Linked DNA regions of Anas platyrhynchos: region 1 is linked to region 2. The links are chromatin contacts, called in public Hi-C maps. All regions are on one chromosome and are shown on one strand. Each heading gives the region's core, a stretch centred on a gene start, on an enhancer-like site or on the middle of the called end of the contact. The rest is flanking DNA. Distances are from core to core; before and after follow the strand shown. Region 1 overlaps TNRC6C (trinucleotide repeat containing adaptor 6C). Region 2 overlaps TNRC6C (trinucleotide repeat containing adaptor 6C).

Region 1 (4,902 bases), core at 332-2,831, 39 kb before region 2:
ATGTCAGAAATATAGCATTGGATATATTATTTTCTTTCTGTTTCGTTCAGAAGACTTTCTCTTGTTGAGGAGAGATGCCAGACAGACAGAGGGGACGAGAACAGCCTCCCTCAGACGTGCTTGAGAAGAGCTGAAGGAGGGCTGGGTGGGCCCAGCACCTGCAGCACCCTCAGGAAGCCTTCTCATCTTCTGCCAACTGGGCCTAAACAACTGCAGCGCGAGCTGCTGGGAATTACAGCAAGTGATAGATCTGAATGTCTACTTCAGAGGTCTACCTGCAGAGAGCAAACGGTTAGAGAACAAAGAGGAAAGAGGGGGAAAGGAGAGTTGGAAGAAACTCCGCGTTATCAATTCAAGATGCTTACGGAATTAGAGAAGAGGCCACCTGAAATTTAGGAGCTCCTTAATGCAAGCTGAGTTCAGAGAGAAATAACTGAGCTACAAGAACCAGCAGCAGCACTGCTATGAGGCAGTTCAGATTACAGAGCTGAACGCCGGACTCAGCTTGAAAGGCATAAAAAGGACTCGGATTTTCCTTGTAAACAGCAGTAGTAAAATTACTGCTACATAGCTTAACTCAGACGTTATTTAATAATCCTCCAATTACAGATATTGCATTTAAAAATAATTCTAGACCAAGTGGAAGGATTTCTAGAGGAGAGAAACATAAATGACTATGGTTTGAAAAATGGCTTGAAAACACCAGCACGAAGAGAGGCTGCACGAAGGCTTGAGTCAAAAAGAGGACACACAAAAGGCTGCTGCGGGGAGGGGAAGGCCTGCTCTGCTCTGCACTTACCGGCAAATCAGACAAGAATGGGCTTAAATTACAGGAAAGACTGTTCAGGCTGAGCCCGAGACTACTTTCCAACAATAAACAAAATGTCTTTCAAGAACATCTGTTGGGCCTGTCTGACAGTGCGGACATGGGTAAGACAATCCCTTCTTGTTTGTCTGAAGGGCTGTAGCCAGTCCTGCGAGCCTAAGGCTTCAGTGTGAAATTTGGAGTTTTTAACGGAGTTGAGGGCTTGTCGATTCTGGAGCTTTGTAACCTCTATGCTTCAAAACTGTCCTGGGAGAGCCTGCACAGCCTTGGAGAGGACAAAGGTCTGGCTCCGTAAAAACTACTGGAAAGAAAAAAAAAAAGACACTTTGGATTTGGCTGCTTTTGCTATGTCAGAAGTGTTAAGGGCATCCTGAAAACGGGAGGATGGATCTTCAGGAAGCTCTGTGATGTGACAGGAGAATTACTACTGCCAACAAGGAAGAGGCCATCAAGAGCTGGAACCATTCCTCAGGTTCAGCCGGGCCCCTTGGGCGAGCAGCAATAGTTGCCGACATGCTCGGGGCAGCTGAGGAGTGCCAAAAGCATTTGGTGTTGCTGTTAAACACAGGTCCCACAAGTGCTGAGTGTCAGCCCCTGCTGCCGTGCTTCAAAAGCAAGGGCAGGATGCTTAGCAAGGACATTACCTCCTCTCCTGGTGATCTTGGACCTGCAATCAGCCGTGTGAGTAAGCACCTCCAGGAAGGTAATGCGCACTGCGCTGCCTAAACCTGTTCAGGAAGAACTGGAATGATGGGATGCACGGCACAAACACGGCCAGAATGCTTCAGAGCACTTACCGAAGCGTGAGCTGGTTAAACAGACACTTTAAGTAGTCGTGCAGAATTCGTAAAGTATGGGCTACCATCTCTAACAACTCAGGAAAAGCATTAAAATAATCTAGCAAAACACAAGGAAGTCAGGAGGCAGACCGGATTCTCAGAGCAGAGGAATGTCAACACCAGATAGCCAGCAGGAGAACACAAGGTCCCTCCAGCCAGAGGCTCCACGCTTTGCAAAAGAATCAAAACACTTCTTCATTTCCTTCGTTTTCCCAAAATAACCCTCTCCAGCATCTGCACAGTAACTACCATGAGAATGTGCACCGGTGTCACAGCATAAAGCTGGTTTCATCCTTCCCAAGGAGTGGACCAAGAAACCTTAGAAAGCTGGCATATGCCTCAAAACAGTCTGGCATCCCGTGTACCAAACTGAGCCAAGACATTTGCTCTCGCCTGATGAACCTCTCTTCAAGCTTGTAACTTGCAGATCCCACAGATATTATATGGGATACAAGCCTCCTCCAGGCAGTGGTGTGATAATCTATCAATAGAAAGTAGCCATCACGTTGCAGTTGAAGGAAAGTTGATAGGTTTTCATGGAGAAAACATCACAGCAGCTGAGTGTTTCCCATGAAAGAGTGACCTAAATGAGATAGTCCTTGAGGCAGACAAGAAACTGCCTTTATATACACACATCTTTAAATAAGGCTAAAAGCTAATGACAGACTTTAGTTCAGAAGGTAAAAGAACCGAACCAATAAGTAAGCAGAGCCATAACATCACTTGCAAGAAAACACATCTCGGGCTGCTGGGTGGGAAAGAAAACTAAGAGATGCTCCTGGTCCATGCTTCTCAGCAAACACAGAACAGAGTGATGGCATGTCAAAAATGAAAAATGCATCTGCTCTCCAGTACTAGGGCATATATGCTCTGGTGGACAAGAAATCTCAGACAACTGCCTATCGAATACGTATTTACCAATTTTAAATAAGCAGGCTGATAAAGAACAGAATGCATGCTATTGTCTCAACTGTCGTGACGTCAGAAAGTGCAACAGTTTGACTGTCTCACAGTCTCCGTGTTTAAATGTACTACATTAGGCAATGCCCATTACAGAAAGAGAGGTCTATTGCTGAGTATGGAAGTACACACCGTGGGCAGATAAATAATCATAAAACAGCATGCAGTTTGATCATAACAGCCACTATTATCATTGTGTAGCTGTGCTAAAATTGATATTCTAGAATGTACAGTTATCAACAACTGTATTGGCAGTTGTTGTGCCTTTCAGAAAGCAAGTCAGGGATTTATCTGAGAGGCATTAGCACCAAGGGGCACCAAGAGAATTAGCTCCAGATGCGAAAAGCCAAACTGGTGTTACCTCATTTGTTCTTAGTCTCTTCACAGGGTACTCTTATAATGTCCAGACTTGAAATTTATCAGGCAATGGACATCGTAAAGACAAATCTGAAGAAAGCATGTAGTCCTACTGCCTTTAAACAGTACAACGGTTACAGCATTTGAAAAATACTTTCATTTGTGCCTAGGGTCTGAAAGCTCCCATTTTCACCCTGTTTTAAAAATAAATATGCACAGGTAGGGCTGTTACCATCTCAAATCTGATAAGCCCACGTCATTTTCTAATTGAGGAAACTGAGAAAAGGGAAACCACATAGAAAAGCAGATAAATACTCTGCCTGTATTTATAAGACAAGCACATGCCTAAATTTTCATGATAGGAAACTACAACAGACTGTATAAAGCAGGAGATAAGCACTGTCTCTGAGGAGTACCAACACTATCAGGACCTCTGATTTGAGCTCTTACCCACTTTCCTATGCCCAGCTGAGGAACCTGAGAAGCCTTCCAAGGCAACCACCGAATGAGACTGGAGGTGCTTACTTGAGCTATAAGGAAAAGAAGCAACTCCGCAAAGAAGCTGAAGCACTTCGCTTCTTCAGAGGTCAGCTGTCCTGTAAATCCTGCTCAGGACAGGAGCACATCAGGAAGAGTATCGTTTCCGCTTTATTTTCAAATAACCCTCAAGTTTTGTGTTTGTTTTCTTTAAAAAGAGAATTACTTTTTGCCAAAATCCAGTACCACTAGTTTCAGTGCCTCATTGTCTGAAAATGGTGTTTATTTGAATGCTGAAGAGTCTGTAACTTCACAAGAGCTATAGAAGACCTAAAGCTTCACAACTGTCCTTGGCTGCAGGGTTCAGGGTATCAAGCCTTGACATACTCTCCTGCAAAAAGACACTGATGCTCATGCCACAATTAGTCTCTAAACTACGAAATCAACACAGACCAATATAAATAATGCTCACAAAGCAAAACAGAGCTTGTAATAAGGATTATCCATACACTTACTTGCTACCCTAAATTTTTCTCCTTCACTTCATAATGGTAGGGGTTGAACAGAGATCCTTGTGACATTGCCTCACTGAACTAAAACTCCAGAAACTCAAGATGGCTCATTACAGCCATCCCACATGAAAGAAAAAACAAGAAACCAAGTGTTGTGTTTTTTTTCTCTACGAGTTAACTTCAAGCCTCCACAGTCATTCTGCATGCTTTGTCTTCTTCTATATGCAAATTTCTCCTCCTAATGCACTCCCACCTTTATAGCATTTTCTACTCTTCTGAACCAGTGTTACAGCAGGGACTGTACAAATTATCTTCACATTCTGCTCTTTGTAGATTGTAAAATTGTAATTACTTCTCTATCAGAGAACTGCTATCTCAGTCAGCTGTGAGAACAAATTCATGTTTGTTTAAAGATTCTTATAATAGCAAAACAACACAATGATAACATTTATCAAAAAGAAAACATATTTATGTTATAAAGCCTTAGCGTGCGGCACCGGGTTATCATTAGGTTATCAAATGACTGCGTATTACGATCTAATTGAAGAACTTATTACAGTGCCCCCCTTCCTTCTGCAATGATGATTTATGGCACGTTTTGTCACTACAATGTTAAAGCGTTCAGTACAAACACAGCACTTAACTAACAAGATGGCAGAGGCAGATATTCAAGAATAAGCTATAAATACTCAAATGAATCAGAGGTTTTCAGTCTGTTGTAAATCATACCTGATTTGTAGGTTGAAACACATTTCCTAATCTTGTCTAAAAACCTCTGTTGGCCCCTATAATAATAGGGCACAAACTAGAAAAGTTCAAACCTTAAAAACAAAACAAAAGACTAACTGTGTTACATAGTCATAATTCTACTTAAAAGTACTGGTGAGGTTCTCCAAAAAGCCTACACTTTCTTATTTCCTATGGAACTACC
Region 2 (5,280 bases), core at 202-2,701:
CCCAACAAACTGACTTTACCAGTAAATTAACTTTATCCTTTTGCTGGCCAGCCTGACAAACGAGAGCAAGGCGGATTTTTCCGCTGGCCCATTAGCGGAGCCCCAGCGCCTCGCAGTGACTCACAGGGCTCCCGGCTGCCTATTGAAGGGGTCGGGGCCGAACAAAGCCCCCATTCACTGCCCGGCTCTGCTGGCTTTCCTTTGAGCCCATGCTGCTTTATTTTTATTCTTTCCCAAACATTGTTGGCTAATTTCATTGACAAAATTCATAACTTGGGGTTGGAGAGCCCGCTCCTATTCAGCTACGGGCGCTGGGGGTTTTGTTTTTCTTTTCCACGGTCTCCGTCCCGCCTCGTTCCCCACTTCCCCCGAACCCACTGTCCAGGCAGCGCTGCGGGGGGATGGAGCCCTGCACACAACATTTGGGTGGTTTTCAGCTTTCGGATGGGGAAGGAAAAGCAACCTGACAAAATCCGAACCCAAACCACGAGGGTGATGCAGGGGGCAATGAAACAGGACTGGAATTGTGCACCACAACTGAGTGACCCCTCAAAGCACACAGCAAAAGGCTAAAAACAAAAGCCTATTTAGCTTTTATATCTGCAACGCTCTGCATCCCTTTCAGTTAATTACAGCTATTTAAAAACATCTGCATTTCATAAAGAACTTTCTTTCTTTCTTTCTTTCTTTCTTTCTTTCCCCTATGGCTGCCCCTCCTGAGACATCTCTCAGCAGGCTGCTGGGTTACACAGTAATTACAGTCCCCAAGTACCTGACATCACCACCAAGTGCACCACATGATGGTTTCAGCAGCAAGAGAAACAATATTACTCAGGATAGGTCTGAGCCAACGTCCCAGCTCCAAACACCGTCATTTTCTTTGGCAAACTTCAGAGCCGGAGCCGAGCCGGGGCCTCTGTGCAAACATTAGGGACGCAGAACCGAGGAGCCATTTTGGCACCCCTGAAGAACCTGCAACAGGCTTCTGTAATTTATACACGTGGACAATAGATGCACATCGTTCTGATTCTGGCTGCCAAAGCACTGCTCCCAGCAAGGCTTTGTGGTGTTTCATGCAGCAATTCCTCTTCCTCCTCCTCCTCCTCCCCAGGGCCAAGGCCAGGTCCCTGCCCCGCCAGCTCCCACCTGAGGGAGCGTGGCCCCGCTGCGGCCTAGCCCAGGACCTCCCTTCTTGTTCACTCATCGGCCTTTTTGCATGCCAAGAGGCCACAGTGTGAGGGCAAATGTGGCTTTTGGTCCGTGGAGCAAGAGGTTTACTCCTTGAGTGTGTTTGCCAAAGCCGTGTCGCTGTGGGGGGAGGCTGGGAGCAGGCCAGGGGCCGTGGCTGCCTCACAGCCGAGCTGGGCTTGCCCCGGGCGCAGACATCCCCGGCACCTTCACATCTGAACAACAAGCAGGGGAAGAAAACCACACGATTTCCTCTGCAGACAGCTGTACCCAACACATTCACAGCAAGAGCAAGCCTTTTAAAAACAAAGCAAAACAGAGTCCTCCCCCGAGCAAACATTTTATCCTGTCCTGGCTTAATTGGGGAATAAGCTTAACTCACTTTCAGGACAAAGTGCAAAGGAAAGGATAAAAGCAAGTCAAGCCAAGCGCTGTACCCTGCTGTGATCACGAGCAGGGGCTGTGTCTGTGTCTCCTGAGGAGTCGGCAGTGCTGGTTTGCAGGCTCAAAGCCAGCATGGAGGAGGCAGGATCCGGCCACTTCACATGCAGCTGCTGTGTCCTGGGTGCCTGCCGCCGTGGGGAAAGCTCCGTGATGAGCTCCGATGCTCATCAAACACAATGAACGTCCTCGGCTGCCCCCATGGCACTGAGGGGGGCAGAGTACCTGTCACGTTCCCCAGGGAGGTCCTTACATGGGCCAGCCCTCGCTTTGCAGCTCACCCAGAACCCCCCAAGCCTCCCAAAGGCAAGCTGCAATTCCCTAAGTGCGAGGGCCTCCTTCAGAAATGATGAGAGGTGTGTGCTTGCTTATCTCCAAAGAACAGTTTACCCCCCAAAAAATACTTTTGAGACTTGCTTCTGCTTTCCTCGCTTTCTTTTCCACAAACCACTCTGCTGCCCCTGCCCTGAACAGCGCTCTCCTCCTGGGGTCCTGGGTCACTTCTTGTTTTCAGGGCCTATATCACATCGAGGACAGCTAATGATCCCCTGGATACTTCTCCTCGATGACTTTTTCCTGCAAGGACGGCTGGGGTCCTGCAGGGAGGAGATGCAGAGCCTCATGGATGGGACAAACGGCCCCCAGCATCTCCGTGCTGCTCTGTGGCCCATGCCTTAGGGATGCTGCCCCTTCCACCAGCAGCACTGCAGATTACACTTAAATTAAGTCTCTCTGCTAATTTTTTTTTCCCTGCCCGTGGACTCTCCCATCCCTAATCCTTTAATCCTGGTTTGGTTTCAGGACCCCAAGGCAGCCGCGGTGGCACGGGGACAGGGACGCACGTCTGAAGGGCAGATCTATCCTTCAGCTGAAGGGAGAAGGATTTGGCTTTCTACATGCAGAGAAGATAATAAATAAATAAATAAAAAGCTTGTTATATACCGGAATACCTTCCTCCCTCACCAAAGGTCAAACTTAGATCCAATTTCAGTCAGGAGGGAGACGTCTGTCAGACAAGCACTAATCACTATTTAGTATTCATATTCACCTATTAGAAGCTCCATGCTGTAAACATGTCTATGAATTAACAAGGCATCTGGCCTCTCTTATACAATATGAGCAGCTTGGATCATGAAGTGTCTGCAGAAAATAAAAAGTGCCTTCCATCTGTCTCTCCCAAATATCACTGCTATCACCAAAGCAAACAGACCCGCTCTTCCAAGGCACGGCGCGGCCGCCTCCCCCAGCACGTGTTACTCAAACACAAACAAGCGTTCCTCCAGCGCGGCTGACAGATCTGAAGCTGCTCTGAGGAACACAGCTCAAATTAAGAACAGGAAGAAAATAAAGAGCTGAAAAATAACTGGGGGAAAAAAAAAAGGCTTCCTAATGATGAAGCTTCTTCTCAGCGGCCTGGTGGATCACCCATGGTGCTGGCACCCTTGGGAGCTCGGCGCTGCCTGGGTGAAGATGTGTGGGGCAGGACCGGCACCAGGACCTGTGCTGGAGGCAAAGCCAGTCCTGGGTATGGGATCAGCCACCTCTCATCACCCTTCTCTGGGCTAGATGGGGGCTTGGACAGGAAACAACCCCTTGGCTCCTTGCTTGAAGGTGATTTGGGGTGCTCTGGATGGGACCTTCTGGCAAAGAGTGTTTGCACCTTTGGGGTACACAGCGGGGAAGGTTGCTGTGGGATCATGGTGTGTGATGGCCCTTGGAAAGGCCAGAGACTCACCTCAGCCCTACACCACAAAAAGGCTGAACCCACCAAGCCCTGAGCCATCGCAAACACATGGCACAAAGGCCATGGGGCTGACTACCGGGGGGCCAACCCATTGTGACCCTGCGTGATTCCACCGTGAGCTGGTGTGACCCACAGCTTCAGTGGGGCCACCACACCGATCTGTAAGCCTCATCCCCAGTCCCTGGACTGTTTCCTTCCCTCCCTGCAGCTCATGAAGGCCACGGCTGGGCTCTCCTGCTGCTGCCTGTGGGACAGCGGGAGCAGCACCGCAGCTGGAGCCCCTCAGCACCTACCCAGCGTGCGGATCGATGCTGGCTCAGATCGATGAGGAATCCTCGCAGCCCGGCAGCCTCCAGCAGCAGGTCTAAGTATGTTTGTAATTGCGTCTACAAATATTTGCGCTTTGCAAAGCAAAAAAAGCCTCGACCAAACAAACCCGATGCGGCTACAGCTGCTGTGCTGGGACCTCAAGGTGCAGGTGCTGGAAATACCCACCTGTGCCATTTGGCATGCAAATATGTCAGAGAAATAAATCAACCTCTCTCTCGTGACGAAATGGTGGGAGAGTGGCTGGGAGGCAGCCCAGAGCAGCTGGCGTCGAGCCGGAGAAGGTTGGAAGGAAGGAGTAAGAAGAATAAGGGAGGGAAAGGTTGGGTTTAGCTTCCTGTAAGATGATCCCGAGCGGCCCCGTCTGGGGGCCCTGGTGACTGAAGAAAGGTCTCGCCGTCACCATTCAGAAGGTCGCCAGGATCCTTTGGTCTGTCCTACCACTGGGGAAAAGCTTTTGGAAAACAGGTGCTTTCCTTGCCTTGAGGATTTACCTTCCTCTGCTACAGCACATTAACCCCTCGTGCTGCTGTGAAAGCCCCCAGGGAGACCACCACGTGCCTCGTGGCAGGGACATGGGAGCCTCGCAGCCACCAGAGCCACCTCCCCTGGGACAGGGCCACCACCGACACGGTGCTCAGGACCCGTCCTCTGGGCCAAGGACCTCATTTCCTTCAAACACTGCTCATTTTCTCAAAAAAGCTAAGGGCAGCCAGCAGCTGGGCAAGCACTTCCTCACCCTGCAGGCCAGCACGCCTGCAGTGACCCCATCCCACCTCCCGGGTGGCTTTTAGTCTGACCACGTTGCTGCCTGCCCCCAGTCCCCAGCAAAATCAGTGGGGAATCTGTCCTCGTCCCCAGGGGGGCACGATGGGGCTCTGCACGCCCCAGGAAACCCTTCAAGCATGAAAGCTAATTTAAAAGGAGCTCGTGTCTCTTGTGTTCAGAGACACGGAGCAAGGAAAAAGCATGACAGATTTGGGTATATTTTTACTGAGTTATTGTCCACCGGGGACTGAGCTAAGACCACAAACATTATTTCACTTTCCAGCAAGGCTGCGGTGATGAATATGGGTTTTGCAGGAGAAAAGCTGGGTGGTTCTCGTTTCTAATCTCCAATCTTTCCTCCTCCTGTGGAGGTTAGGCACGAATACCACAGCACGCGGACACCGAACAAAGGCTGCCGTCCCTCAGCGTGGCGTTGGGGCTGGCAGGTGACTGCAGCAGAGCTGAAGGCACACACATCAAAATGCAACACCATTCCGCACTCGGCTCTGTTAAAAATATTCTGTTTAATTGATTTTCTAAAAAAATCTATTATGCTGCTCTAGGCTCAGCTATTGATCTGCAGCGCTGTAGAAGTAATGAAGAAGCCTTCAAATCAATAAGGCCAAAGTATATCTCAAACTGTATCTGCTCCACCAGCACAACAGGGACGTGGCCAGGCAAATTCCCCAGACGGGGCTGGGAGTGCGAACAAACCTGTTCCGATGACGGCCAAGATTTATTTCTATTGGCATAAACATAACTAATGAAACCCCGACGACTCTTCCCTTCCGTGAGAGCTGATAATATATCGC

The links. Hi-C and Micro-C count contacts between places; a contact is called where the count stands out from the background.
Region 1: a Hi-C map of liver shows a contact between it and region 2, with 1.8 times the contacts expected there. The contact joins two enhancer-like sites. A contact is called at or near these places in 2 of 8 Hi-C or Micro-C datasets (liver and skeletal muscle).

The regions. Positions count from the first base shown.
Region 1 is chr19:8,024,375-8,029,276 of IASCAAS_PekinDuck_T2T, reverse strand. All of the region lies in intron 6 of TNRC6C (trinucleotide repeat containing adaptor 6C), which reads right to left. Among named protein-coding and RNA genes, the nearest start is that of SEC14L1, 150 kb to the left of the region's middle. Within about 2 kb of position 1,581, at least 4 of the 8 cell types and tissues checked have an H3K27ac peak or open chromatin away from gene starts, as enhancers often do.
Region 2 is chr19:7,985,127-7,990,406 of IASCAAS_PekinDuck_T2T, reverse strand. All of the region lies in intron 4 of TNRC6C (trinucleotide repeat containing adaptor 6C), which reads right to left. Among named protein-coding and RNA genes, the nearest start is that of TNRC6C, 170 kb to the right of the region's middle. Within about 2 kb of position 1,451, at least 2 of the 8 cell types and tissues checked have an H3K27ac peak or open chromatin away from gene starts, as enhancers often do.